4 separate regions of the Mus musculus genome follow, and all the other regions are linked to region 4. Evidence: chromatin contacts called from public HiChIP or PLAC-seq and promoter capture Hi-C data. All regions are on one chromosome and are shown on one strand. The core of a region is the stretch at or near the end of the contact, and the rest is flanking DNA. Distances in the headings are between cores, read along the strand shown. Region 1 holds the start of Cfap65 (cilia and flagella associated protein 65). Region 2 holds the start of Tmbim1 (transmembrane BAX inhibitor motif containing 1). Region 3 holds the start of Ihh (Indian hedgehog). Region 4 holds the start of Ttll4 (tubulin tyrosine ligase-like family, member 4).

Region 1 (2,886 bases), core at 254-2,753, 270 kb before region 4:
GAGGAGACCAAAGAACACATGGCTCAAAAAATCTGACTTCTTTATCATCAGTTTTTTCTTATTGGGTTCTCTGAGGTCCCCCCCCAAATCCTGCATAAGTATTCTCAATTTTTTTTGGCATAAGTATGAAAAGGAAAATTTTGTTTATTCATTTCTATTCATCATTTCATCATTCATTATTCCATTACATTCATTATCATTCATTCACTTATTGTCATTTATACCCCCCACTTTTTTTGTCCATAAGGTCCAGCTGAGTCAGACTGATTAAAAAAAAAAAAAGAAGAACTTGAAGAAAAACAAAAAAAGGGAGAAATCATTACAGGAGCTCCAAATAGCATCAACGTCATCACGTTCAAAGTACAGCCTTCAGATTCTGAGAAACCAGCGAGACACTCACTGAGTTCCACGTTCCTTAATCCCCAAAGAATTCCAGGCTTAGTTGGGCTGGCATGACTTAACCGACCTCCTGGACCTCCCTTGCAGCAGCCCTGCCCTCCCCCGCTCATGTGATCCCTCAAGCCAACTCAGGTCACTTTGTCACCTCAGTCCATCGCCTACCTCCCACAAGTGAACCCCAATCCTCCAAACTGCTCGTTTATTTTCTGGGTTTGCTTCCAGCTCTCTGAGCTCTCCCTCTATAACCACACCACACCCCTTTCATTCTGAGGAGGAATGGGTTCACTGTTCAGGCAGTAAAACTCTTTAATTGCCGAAGAATGAACTTTGAGATTCTTGGCTTTTTCTACGTCGCCTTCATCCAATGATACCTTTCTCACAGCGTGCACACCAGTGCACAGACAAAAAAGAATTTCTTCATACATTAACTTTTGTCTCTCTTCAAACAAGTTAATTTTCTTTGGTCTCAGACCAAAAGATATCTGGAAGAAAATGCCAAAGGTGTTCTCTTTCGGCAGCAGAAGGAGCACATTTATAAATCCTATGCAGTAAGAAATAACCAGAGGCTGTTTTCAATGAACCATCATGATCATAGGGAATGAGGCTCTGAGTCTAGATCAGTCTACTTCAAGAGATTAGGAATGACTCCCATTCAGGCAATCTATGATTTTTGAGCCCAACAGTAATCTATGAATAAGGTGGTCAAATAAAGTAATTGCCAGGACACCATGAAAATTGGGGGAACCATGTTTACCTTGTCTGGAATGGAAAAAGACCACAGTTGGTACTACAGCAGGGAAAATCTTGGATTCAATACTTAACATAGGGAGATTAAATTTGAGCAGGCATTGACTGGGTGTGTAGCTTAGTGATGATCAAAGCTTTAATTCTTAGCACAAAAAGAAAAAAATATATAAAGAAAGTTAAAGAAAAAAGAAGAAAAAGGAAAGGAAAGAAGAAAAAAGAGAGAAAATAAAGGAAAAGAAATGAAATGAAGAGAAAAACAAAACAAAAAGAAACGGACTCATTCGCTTTCTCTGAACCTTGGCTCTTTTGGGTTGCCGTCGTTGCCATGGGATACCAAAAGACGCTGTGTCCCGAGCGTCCTGTATCTACGGAGACGTTAGCACAGCGTTTGCATGAGTTCTAAACGTTGGAGGCCAGCGAGAGGAACAAGGAACGGTATCTGTACTAAAAACCCCTTTTACAGGAAATCGTGGCGGGTCTTCAGAAAGTCCTTTCGTTGTGGGCGAGATTAATTAGATGCGGGGGCCAGGAGACCCTGAGAAGCCCCATAAGTACATTTTGTTCCCTTCGTTTTAAGGCTTCCTTCCTCAGCTCTACTTGACCACTCCTTACCCTCACCCCTACTCCCGGTTTTTTCACCTGTCGTTTGTAAAATTTTAAGATCAGAAATTAGGCAAATAAAAGAAACTGATAAAATACCCCCACCCCCGAAACTAGAAAATTGGTTTAAAACAAGCCCCCCCCAAACACACACACACACACACACACACACACACACACACACACACACACACACACACACACAACTGCACGTTTTTTCACAGCAAAATGTTGCAAATGACCTTCTCTGTTCCCGGAAAGGCTCCATGCTTCCTGCCTTAAGTCCCGGCTGGACCACTTTTCTACCTTATTTTGTCTCTTCTCTAGCCTTTCAGAGATAGATTGGTGTATTGAGTGGGGACTTTTTCAGAGAGGCAAGGCAGACTGTCTGTTGAATCCCCTGATGTCTGAGAGATCAGGGACTAGGGACAGGACCTAAAGCTATCCAAGGACAGAAAAGTAACAGCTCTCCTCCCCACCCGCAGCTTGCATTTCTTGGGTTCTGTCTGAACACCCACTTTACATTTGGAGGTAGGAAGCTTGTTTTGTACAAGTACCTGCTGTATCAGACCTGTTTGGTAAATGCTCTGTGAGGGAATGCATGGGATGAGGACAGTAACTTGAAATGGTTTCCTCCAGTGTTAGAGAACCTTCTAGGAACAAATGAGCCAACAGAGGGTTTCTCTGGCTGGTGGAGAGAGAATGAGATTGTCTTTGGGAAATGTGTAAACTGCTAAAGGTAATCATGAGATTGTTACATTATAACATGGGGACCTTAATTAACCACCAACTTGAAGAAGGAGATGTTTTAGGTTAAATTAAAAGCAAGTCATGGCCAATCATGATGGTTCATGTCTTTAATCCCAGCGCTTGGAAGACAGAGGCAAGTGGATCTCAGAGTTTGAGACTAACCTAGTCTGTAGATCTAGTTCCAGGACAGCCAGGGCTACACAGAGAAACCTTGTCTCAAAAGAAAAACAAGGAAAAGAAGGCAAATCACATGTAACGATAAACAACTGTAGGGATTAAAATATCTGTTGAAAACCTCACAATACTGTCTGGATTGTTAGTCAAATTGATACTATTTGGGATATGGACAATCTTACTTAAAGAAGTGAAAAAAAATACTAAACAATGTGA
Region 2 (3,164 bases), core at 542-3,041, 360 kb after region 4:
TACCTCTGTGGCCTAACATTCAGTGACTAATAGATGAAACCCTTCTATCAACCCAAAGGCTGAGTCTCATCACACAGCCCTGAGGCCTAGAGCTATAGTTGAGATGATCCATTTTGCTATAACTTCCTACTTAGTTTTTCCAAATGTCCATTTGAAAAGTGCCTCAACTAACACTTTCTTTTCTACCGATATAAAAACTTTATCAAACTTAGTATGGTTATGCACACCTTTAATCCCAACACTCAAGAAGCAGAGGTAGGCAGTCTCTCTGAGTTCCAGGGTAGCCTAGTCTCCATACTGAATCCCAAGTCAACTAGAGTTACATGGTGAGACCCTTAAAACAAAACCAAAACCAAATCAAAACACCCCTGTGGTGGTTTGAATGTACTTGGCCCAGGGAGTGGCACTATTTGGAGGTTTGGCCTTGTTAGAGTAGGTGTGGCATTGTTGGAGGAAGTGTGTCACTGTGGGCATGGGCTTTAGGACCTTCATCCTAGCTGCCTGGAAGCCAGTCTTCTAGTGACTTTCAGATGAAGACTTAGAACTCTCAGCTCCTCCTGCACCACGCCTGCCTGGATGCCGCCTTGATGATAATTGCCTGAACCTCTGAACCTGTAAGTCAGCTCCAATTAAATGCTGTCCTTATAAGAGCTGCCTTGGTCATGGTGTTTGTTTACAGCAATAAAACCCTAATTAAGATGACTTTCCAACCTCCTCAAAACTTCACCAAACGATTCCCATGTTGGAACACAGACTTTTGGATAACCTATATTGGTTTTCTCTGACCATGGCCACATATTTGGCTCCTCTTAACCTCTTTGAGGTAAGTTATTTTATTATTAACATTCCCAAAATATCTGGCATTACGGGCACATGCCACTTCCACTGTTTATGCAGTGCTGGAGATGGAACCCAGGACTGCTCGCACCCTAAGCCAGCATACTGCCAACTGCTATAAGATTATTTTTACTTCCCAGTCACACATAGTGAGCTGTTAGTGTAAACACACCATGAGGTTTGCAAAACAGAAATTTCCTAACCTAGCACATCCCTGTCATTAAGTGACACATGACTGATTCCAAGCATAGCTTCGGAGTCTCATGCCTGTGTTTGAAGTTTTACATTTGAAAAGGGCGGTTAGCTTACAAGCACAGAATTCTTAGTCACCACAGACTTTTTTGTGACTTAAATTTTTCTTTTCTTTTTTTTTCTTTCTTTTTTTTGTGACTTAAATTTTTTTTTCACGAAATAAGAAGTTTTAAGAATGAATTGATATAAACATAGCATAGCCATGTGATACAATATTGTGCATCATTGAAACTATTCTTTTGTTGTTTGGTTTTCCTGGCATGGGGATGAAACCCAGCTGGGTCTCTCACATGGAAAGCCAGAGATCTACCACTGACCTACGCCCCTAGACCGAAAGTGCTGAAGATCAGTTAGTGACAAAAAAGAAAAAGAGGGAAAAAAAATCAGTGAAATCTGACTATGTGAAACCAGGGTCAGTAATTGCAACACTTGGGCTGAGGCCGGGTGACAAGTGCTGGAGACCAGCCTGAGGTACATAGCGACATCGCTCTTTTACCCAGAATACAAACAAACAAAAAAACAAACCCAATAACAACTTTTAAGACAACAGGATTAGCTCTAAAGCCCCTAGCGCAAATCGCTGATATGTAGGCACTGATGACGCATAAATAGCACTTCTTACTGGGGTGGAGTCTGGAATTCATGGAAAGAAGTTATTTTTTTCCCAGTGAGTTTGGGTTTTCGCTGCGAACCGGCGTTGCTTCCAGTAAATGTGAACCACTCACACCTGGGTCGTGGTTGAGGTCTGGAGGGGACCCCAGCGCTCCCTGGAGGTCTCGGGGTGCCGGGCGGCTCCTCCCCACTGGCGGCGGAGAGAGACGGGGCGGGGCACGGAGCCCCAGTCCAGCCCGGCCCAGCCCAGTCCTCGCCAGCGCCCGGAGGCCCAGGCGGATCTCACGGTCCGGAACAGCGCAGGCAAGTGAGGGGGCTGCGGCCGTTGGAGGTGGGGACCCGAGACCGGCGGGGAATGGAAGTGGCCTGGGGCGGCGCTGCGCCCAGGCGCCCGAACTTTTCTGGCACGCGCGGGCCGACTCCGGTCGTGCTCCGGAGCCAGGCTAGGGTCCTTTCGTTCTGCCTGTTCCGGTCTTCACTTTCCATGTGCGCCCGGGCAGGACATATGGCCCGGGCTTGTGGCGCAACCGCATTCGGTGCGCACCCGCGAGCTGACCCGCTTCTTGTAGGGTGCTCCTCTCAGTGGCTGAGTGGCTTGTTTGTCTGAGGACGTGTCCCCCACTCCGGGGCCCCAGAGTGGCCGTGCAGCAAGTGAGAATGGAGGCGGTCATGGTCCTCAGCTGGTGGGGAGAGGGAGGGAGGGAGCCAGCCAGAGGCTTGGAACCCACCCGGGGCTGTTCGAGCTTGCCCTGGCGTCACCAGGCTGCGTAAAAACTGGTGATGAGAATCTGTCTAAGGTGGGGGGTGGGAGGAGGGAGCCCTAGCTCAGAGAAGCCAGCGGGCCAACCTAAGGTCTAAAGAAGAAGCCATTCCTACTCCTAACCTGGCCTGCTCCTGTTCCTTTGCTCTGTAATTCAGAAGCCTACCAGAAAGTACAGTCAAGCTGATGAACTGTGGTTGGTTGGTTGGTTGGTTGGTTGGTTGGTTGGTTTATTTATTTATTTATTTATTTATTTATTTATTTATTTGAGACAGTTTCACTCAGTAGCCCAGTCAAGCCTTGAACTTGTTGCCTCAGATCCTTAAGTGCTGGGAGTATTACAGGTGAAAGCTGTCTTGCCTGGCCCTGGTGACCTCTTTAGGTCAGAATAAAAAATAAAAAAAAAAAAAAAAAAAAAAAAGAAACAGGGAAATGGGAAAAGGGAAAGCAGGTTTGGGAGGGCCAGGAGGGAACCAGAAAAGGAGGAAGGAATGGAAGGCTCTCTGCCAAGGCAGAGCCTGGACTGTCTTCACCAGGTCTTGTTCCCCGGGGCATCCTTCCCCAGTCACTCACTCCACTGTGGCCTATGGGTGGTGGTACCCATGGGGCTGAGGGTCAACCTAAACACCGGATAAGTGGGGAGAGCTGTCATGGAAGGTCTGGCAGGTGTCTGGTTCTCTGAGACTCTGAAATATTTATCTCA
Region 3 (3,223 bases), core at 478-2,977, 290 kb before region 4:
ATTTCTCTCGTTTTTTTTCTTTTACCAATTTTTTACAATTGCAAGCTCTGAAAAATAACCCTGAGATTACTTTACATGCTAGGCTACATCTAGAAATTGAGCCCAAAGACTTGGGAGTTTCATTTGGTGGAATATCCCTGTGTTCCTAGCAGACATCATTCCAGGCCATCCAGGGCTACATAGTGAGACTTTGTCTAAGAGGTAGAGGTGAGAGGCTGGAGAATGTCTATACTCCAAAGCTATCTTTTTCTCAGGACACAATGGTGCTTTGAGATCTGAATCCCGAGCAAGGCAGTAGTGGCACCTTGTAAGTGCGCGTAAACCCTGCACGTGAGAAGCAGAGTTAGGAAGGCCAGTAGCTCAAGGCCATCCTCAACTCTGTGGCAAGGGATCAGCCTGGCTACCTGAGAGCCTCTTTCAAATACATGAGCAAAACAAATGACTTGAACTTCAAATATAGATCATCACGGTTTCCTTTGGTAGAGGAAGGTGCACGCGCACGTGTGTGTGTGTGTGTGTGTGTGTGTGTGTAGCATCATGATTTCTCTAGCATGTCTAGCATGGTGGTACTACTCCCCTGCCATCCCAGCACTCCGGAAATGGAAGCAAGAGAATCCAGAGCTCAAGGCTAGCCTGGACTCCGTAGGTGAGAGACTCCATCTGTAAAGAAAGGAAGGGGTTGAGGGTGAGGGTGAGGGAGGAAGATTGAGCTTTCTAATTATAACTTTATTAAATTTGTGGAACCCGTCGCAAACAGCACAAGATTTGACATTGTGGTGGTGATCTGTGCCCGTTAACACACTTGCGTCTTCTGGTTTGGGCAGTATAGATTATAATTCATCTGCCTTCCTGGATGTTCTATTAAAGTGCACAACCCTCATTCGCTTCCCGGGCAGTCTCTGCAGAGTCCGTGGCTTCTAACACTTCTGAAGTAGGACGAGGAGGAGCGAGTGATTCCCAGGCAGTGCCCGTCTGCAGGTGGATTGGGATCCGTTTGTTTGTTTGCTTGTTTGTTTGTTTGTTGTTTATGCAGCACGCTCAGTGCTCTTCCCTCTCTGTGGATGTCCCCACTTCAGGCTGTTATTCTGTATGGCCTTTCTCCCTTGTTTTTAACAGTGTTTCCAGTCCTATTTGACTCCTGACAAGGCTACATTGCCTCCACCCGCATCCCCTAGTTCTGTACTGGGCAGTATAGGGTCCCCAGCTGTGCACCAGGTCAATACAGAACCCTGCTCCTCCAAGCTGAGAAAGGGAATGTTGCCAGGGCCAGGGTGGGGCACCAGGTTATGAATGACCTCCAGCTTTCGGGTTTGCTTCTCCGCAGGGGACACCGTAGGCGGTTGTGCGGTCCGGCCACTACCCCCCTCTTGCGTCCGGCTGCGACGTGGGTTGCGGTCTCCGTGGGGGTGGCATCTCCTGTCCAGGAGATTTGCGCCTGGTGGGGCTCCCAGGAGCCGCAAGGAACGGGAAGGAGAGACCAGGGTGGGGTGAGGCCCGTCAGGAGGACAATCGCAGGCAGCGCAGGGGGCGCAAAGGGCAGCGGGCGGGTGGACGCGCGGCTGAGGAGCGCGCGGGACAGGGCTGGCTAGCCTTGGGGCCGCCCGCCGGAGGGGGAGGAGGCTGTGCTGCCCTTGCTGCAGGTTCGCTGTCGAGCGCGCAGGAGGCAGGGACATGGATAGGGTGCGGTCTGCGCGGGTCCCGAGCCCGGATCTCTTCCATTTCCCCTCTCACTCGACCCCGGGCTGCGCCGCAGACGGCAGCAGCTCCCGCTCTGCCCGAGCCGCCTGACCGCCGGGCCGGGGTGCTAACCGCGGGTCCCTTCAGTCCGCCGGCCGGGCCAGCCCAGCCCAGCCCGCCGGCCCTCAGCCCCGCCGCCCGCCGCCCCCCGCCGTCGCCGCGTTGCCAAAACAAACGGGCCGGCCTATTTATTGGCGGCCGGCGAGCCGGGCAGCTCAGAGTCGAGGCGCCGAGGGGGACAGCACGCCGCCACCAGCCAGGGCCCCGGGCCCCCGCCCCGCACCTGAGTCCCGTCGGCCTTGAGCCGCGTCGCGCTGCCCATGGCGCCCCCGCATGGAGTCCCCAAGAGCCACCCAGACGCCTGAGTCCCCGAAGCTGTCCCAGCCACGCGCCCACCTATCAGCCCACCAGGCGCCCTCGCCCGCTGCTCTCCCGGGCTACCCGGCCATGTCTCCCGCCTGGCTCCGGCCCCGACTGCGGTTCTGTCTGTTCCTGCTGCTGCTGCTTCTGGTGCCGGCGGCGCGGGGCTGCGGGCCGGGCCGGGTGGTGGGCAGCCGCCGGAGGCCGCCTCGCAAGCTCGTGCCTCTTGCCTACAAGCAGTTCAGCCCCAACGTGCCGGAGAAGACCCTGGGCGCCAGCGGGCGCTACGAAGGCAAGATCGCGCGCAGCTCTGAGCGCTTCAAAGAGCTCACCCCCAACTACAATCCCGACATCATCTTCAAGGACGAGGAGAACACGGGTGCCGACCGCCTCATGACCCAGGTGAGCGCGATCGGTCCTCCCAGCGCGCCATCGAAGCATCGCCACCTGCCCGGCCCTATCCTCTCTTCTAGCACCTTTTTTCTCGACTGCCTGGCACGCCCCCTGGCACCTGCCCTTCTTGTGAATCCCGGGTGTCTTTCTGCCCAAGATGGGCTGGCCAAGGAACCCCGCGGGAGTGTTAGCATCCGGGATCCCGCCCGGTGTCTTTGAGAGGAGCTTTCTGCCGCTGCCAAGCCCCGCAGGTTGGCGGGCGGCCCCTCTGCCCGCGAGTGCTGGCAGCTCAGGTCAAATCTGGAACTTGAAGGTACCTGGACCTGGCTGCCTCTTGTGCCTCCGGGAACCACGAAATCCCTCTCGGCCTAACATTTCTCACAGCCCAGCCCTGGTCATTACGAAGCCGTTTGGCATCCCTGAGGCGAAGAAGCTCAGGACACCGGGGACCCCGTGGCCTTCCCTTCCCTTGTGCCCTTGGTTAGCTGCGCTGCCCTCTCCTGGAGCAGCGACTTGGCTGGTTCTGGGCTTAAGGAATAGCAGGGGAAAGAAAGTCGAATGTGGAGACAGAGGTAGGAAAGGGAACCAGCCGAGGGAGCCCACGTGTCTGTCGCGAGGGCTGAGCGGCGCGGTTGCGGTTAAAGGGTGGGGTGCTGGAGCCTTCAGGCTCTGAGACCAAGCTTGGGGAATCCTTGAGCTTGGTAGCACGGACAAGAAAGATTGGAAATAGGAG
Region 4 (3,254 bases), core at 62-2,561:
AGTCACTTGGAAACTACAAGTCAGGAAATAGATTCATTTTAAGTTAAGTCTTGGGCCCTAATAAGCCCAGCTCACAGAATGGCTCCCAACAAACACAACTGAGCTCGGACCTCTGTTCAGGCCATGCTGTATCTTTCTAAAGCTACTTTGTAACTTGAATATCTTCCCACTTCTTCACTCCCTGAGAACATTTGATAACTTTCAGGGCCAGGCTTAGAGTCTAATCAGTAAATCGCTAGTAACTTTCCAGACAATAAAGGGAATAGTTTTTATGCAAATAATCTCAGTATTGCAACAATTGAAGGCATAGGATCCAACGGTACCTGCTCTTAAAGGCTCCTCCAGATTACTGCTGATTGGCCAAATCAACAGGCGCTGAAATTGAGATTCGGAATATTCAAAATGACTCCATAAAGGAAGGGTTTCAAATGCTGATTAAAACATTTCCAAGATTCAGAACCGGAATGTAAAGACTGAAGGTGGGGTGACGTATTTTTCCAAACAAATCGCGGTTAAGCGCTTCACTTCTACCACAGCACATACATCAGTATGGCAAATGCTTTCTTGATTAAAAATCTCTTGTTCTATAAACTCTCGAAAACACGTTTGTCTTGCTCACCAATGTACCCTCCCTAGGAACCTTACATAGTGGCTTCACTCGTTACCTACTTGTCGATGTTTATAAAAGCTGTAAATTATTAAATGAAAAAAAATGGCTGGATAAATGAGTTAAATTAGGATCTCAGCTTCTGGAATGTAGGAAAGTGTGTATGGATAACTCAGAGTGGGGTCAGGAAAAAGCAGGCCCTGAAAAGAGCCGGGATTTCAACCCAAGCCAGAATTTAAACCGCAGCGCGGCGGGAAAGAGGACACGCTGAAACCAGGACCGAGAAGGGTGTGGGGCTCGGGCCGCCCGAGGAGAAGCCAACGAAGTTCTCCCCGCGTGGAGGCTGCCGAGGAGGACTCGAGAGAGGGCCCGGGAGGAGGCCCCGGTCTCCGACTCACCAGAGAAAGGCGAGGTGGCGAACCGGAAGCGGGGTTGGGGGCCGGTGCCAAGGGCTGGGGCCGAGGCACGCGGGAACGGCCGGCCGGGGTCGGACACCAGCTCTGCGACCACACTCACCTACGGTACCCTACTTCGCCGCGACTGGACGCCGGCTCCGCGCCGCTTCTTCGCTGCGCCTGCTGGGCGAGCGGGCGACCTCAGGTGTCCCTAGCAACCAAGCTCCGCCACGCGACCCACGCTCTGCCGCTTTCTGTCCCACACAGAGCGCGCCCCCAGCGGACAGATCTAAGGCCAGAAAGGAATGGGAGGGGGAGGGCCCGAGGCAAGCGCGCCGAATCCCAGCCCTTGTGCAGCCTAGAGAATGGGGGGGGGGGGGGGGGGAGAAGGAGGGACTTGGGGGGAGGGAGAGAGAAAGTGCAAGGAATTTGCGCACGCGCAAACTTGTCGACACGGTGGAACTCTTGCGAGCGGAATTCTGGGAACTGTAGTCCTGCAAGTAAAGGCTCCGTTCTGGGAATCCACGATTCATTCTACCTAACCACTATGGACTCTGACCATACAGCGCCAAGACTCTATTAAAGAATTCCTACCAAAATTCCATGAGTTTGAGGCAAGTAAGAGGAAGTGGCTCAAGGCACTTTAACTCTCTCCCACTCACCTTTCCCTAAATCCAAACACGGAGCGGGACGAGACAAAGCAAGACATAACTACAACTACCAGTTTTATGGGCTTCGAGTGAGAACTTTACCTAAGTGTGAGTCCTTTCATAATCTCTCCACGCAGAATAGATCCCCCTGTTTCAGATGTCGCTGGATCTATTAAATTTAGAGAACTATAAAGTCAGCTGGATGGCAAAAGGAGCTTTCTCAAACAGGCTATGATAATTAACGATATAACTAACCTGATGAGGCCTGGGCACCGGTTGTGCACTTCTTTAACCCCACCATTCGGTAGGCTGAGGCAGGTGGATCTCTGAGTATGAGGACAGCCTGGTCTGCAGAGTGAGTTCAGATCAGCTAGGGCTATGCAGAGAAAAACTAGCCTGGTGAAAACAATTTGAACTTAGTAGCAAAATACTTAAGCAACAGTCATTGACAGATGTTGAACTATGAAAGGGTTACTTATCAATTTTAGATCAGGAAATCTAGGGCAATTATCTAGTTTGTCTCCTGATGAGATTTGGATTACACAGCAATATTTATAAAGTATGGCTTATTTTACAAAATGTTAAATTTTAACAATTTAAAAGCTGAATCTAATCAAGCATTGACTCTAACTTCAGTATACAGGATATAGAGGAAAACAATTGAGTAATGCTATAGAATCAGATAAATTCAGAATTTTAACCAATATACAGTATAAATGAACTTTCTTAGACAAAATGGGAGTGCTGGAGCTGAAGAAAAATGTTGGGAGCCGCGCCCACATTCGCCGTTACAAGATGGCGCTGACAGCTGTGTTCTAAGTGGTAAACAAATAATCTGCGCATGTGCCAAGGGTATCTTATGACTACTTGTGCTCTGCCTTCCCCGTGACGTCAACTCGGCCGATGGGCTGCAGCCAATCAGGGAGTGACACGTCCTAGGCGAAGGAGAATTCTCCTTAATAGGGACGGGGTTTCGTTTTCTCTCTCTCTTGCTTCTTGCTCTCTTGCTTCTTGCTCTCTTGCTTCTTACACTCTTGCTCCTGAAGATGTAAGCAATAAAGTTTTGCCGCAGAAGATTCTGGTCTGTGGTGTTCTTCCTGGCCGGGCGTGAGAACGCGTCTAATAACAATTGGTGCCGAATTCCGGGACGAGAAAAAACTCGGGACTGGCGCAAGGAAGATCCCTCATTCCAGAACCAGAACTGCGGGTCGCGGTAATAAAGGTTCCCGTAAAGCAGACTGTTAAGAAGGATTCAACTGTATGAATTCAGAACTTTTCAGCTGGGGAACGAGAGTACCAGTGAGTATAGCTTTACGAGGTAAGCCTGGCCTTGAACTTTCTAAGGAAATTCAAGACAGTCTATCAGAAGTAAAGTGGAAAATGGCTTTACAAGTTATGTTTGGCCTTGAATTTTTTCTAGTGTTAGAAGCCCTTTTGTTCCTTTTCACATGTTATCAAGTGGTTAAGGCAGGGCGGATTCTAGATGAAATTCAGGACAAGCTATCAGAAGTAAAGTGGGGAGAGAGAGTAGGAGCAAAGAGAAAATATGGTACACAAAATAAGTATACAGGCCTTTCCAAGGGTCTTGAACCCGAGGAAAAG

What was found. Promoter capture Hi-C pulls out the DNA fragments that hold promoters and counts their contacts. HiChIP or PLAC-seq counts read pairs in DNA pulled down with a chosen protein or histone mark.
Region 1: a promoter capture Hi-C map of hippocampal neurons shows a contact between it and region 4, with 2.5 times the contacts expected there. The contact joins the promoter of Cfap65 here to the promoter of Ttll4 in region 4. A contact is called at or near these places in 2 of 39 promoter capture datasets (cranial neural crest and hippocampal neurons).
Region 2: a contact with region 4 is called in a CTCF HiChIP or PLAC-seq map of the NIH/3T3 cell line, with 6 read pairs. The contact joins the promoter of Tmbim1 here to the promoter of Ttll4 in region 4. A contact is called at or near these places in 7 of 39 promoter capture datasets (the 3T3-L1 cell line, 3T3-L1-derived adipocytes, cranial neural crest and 3 more), 1 of 15 datasets of contacts at CTCF or cohesin (the NIH/3T3 cell line), 1 of 484 Hi-C or Micro-C datasets (muscle stem cells) and 1 of 115 datasets of contacts at active chromatin or transcription factors (the SCID.adh cell line).
Region 3: a promoter capture Hi-C map of liver shows a contact between it and region 4, with 2.9 times the contacts expected there. The contact joins the promoter of Ihh here to the promoter of Ttll4 in region 4. A contact is called at or near these places in 5 of 39 promoter capture datasets (hippocampal neurons, liver, pre-B cells and 1 more).

What each region holds. Positions count from the first base shown.
Region 1 is chr1:74,934,216-74,937,101 of GRCm38.p6, reverse strand. It overlaps Cfap65 (cilia and flagella associated protein 65), which reads left to right and starts at 1,503. Exons shown (of 33, transcript NM_001039495.1): 1 at 1,503-1,581.
Region 2 is chr1:74,302,963-74,306,126 of GRCm38.p6, reverse strand. It overlaps Tmbim1 (transmembrane BAX inhibitor motif containing 1), which reads left to right and starts at 1,791. Exons shown (of 12, transcript NM_027154.5): 1 at 1,791-2,004. All of the region lies in intron 2 of Pnkd (paroxysmal nonkinesiogenic dyskinesia), which reads right to left.
Region 3 is chr1:74,950,176-74,953,398 of GRCm38.p6, reverse strand. It overlaps Ihh (Indian hedgehog), which reads left to right and starts at 1,727. Exons shown (of 3, transcript NM_010544.3): 1 at 1,727-2,499. The coding sequence starts at 2,185.
Region 4 is chr1:74,659,759-74,663,012 of GRCm38.p6, reverse strand. It overlaps Ttll4 (tubulin tyrosine ligase-like family, member 4), which reads right to left and starts at 1,311. Exons shown (of 20, transcript NM_001014974.2): 1 at 1,124-1,311.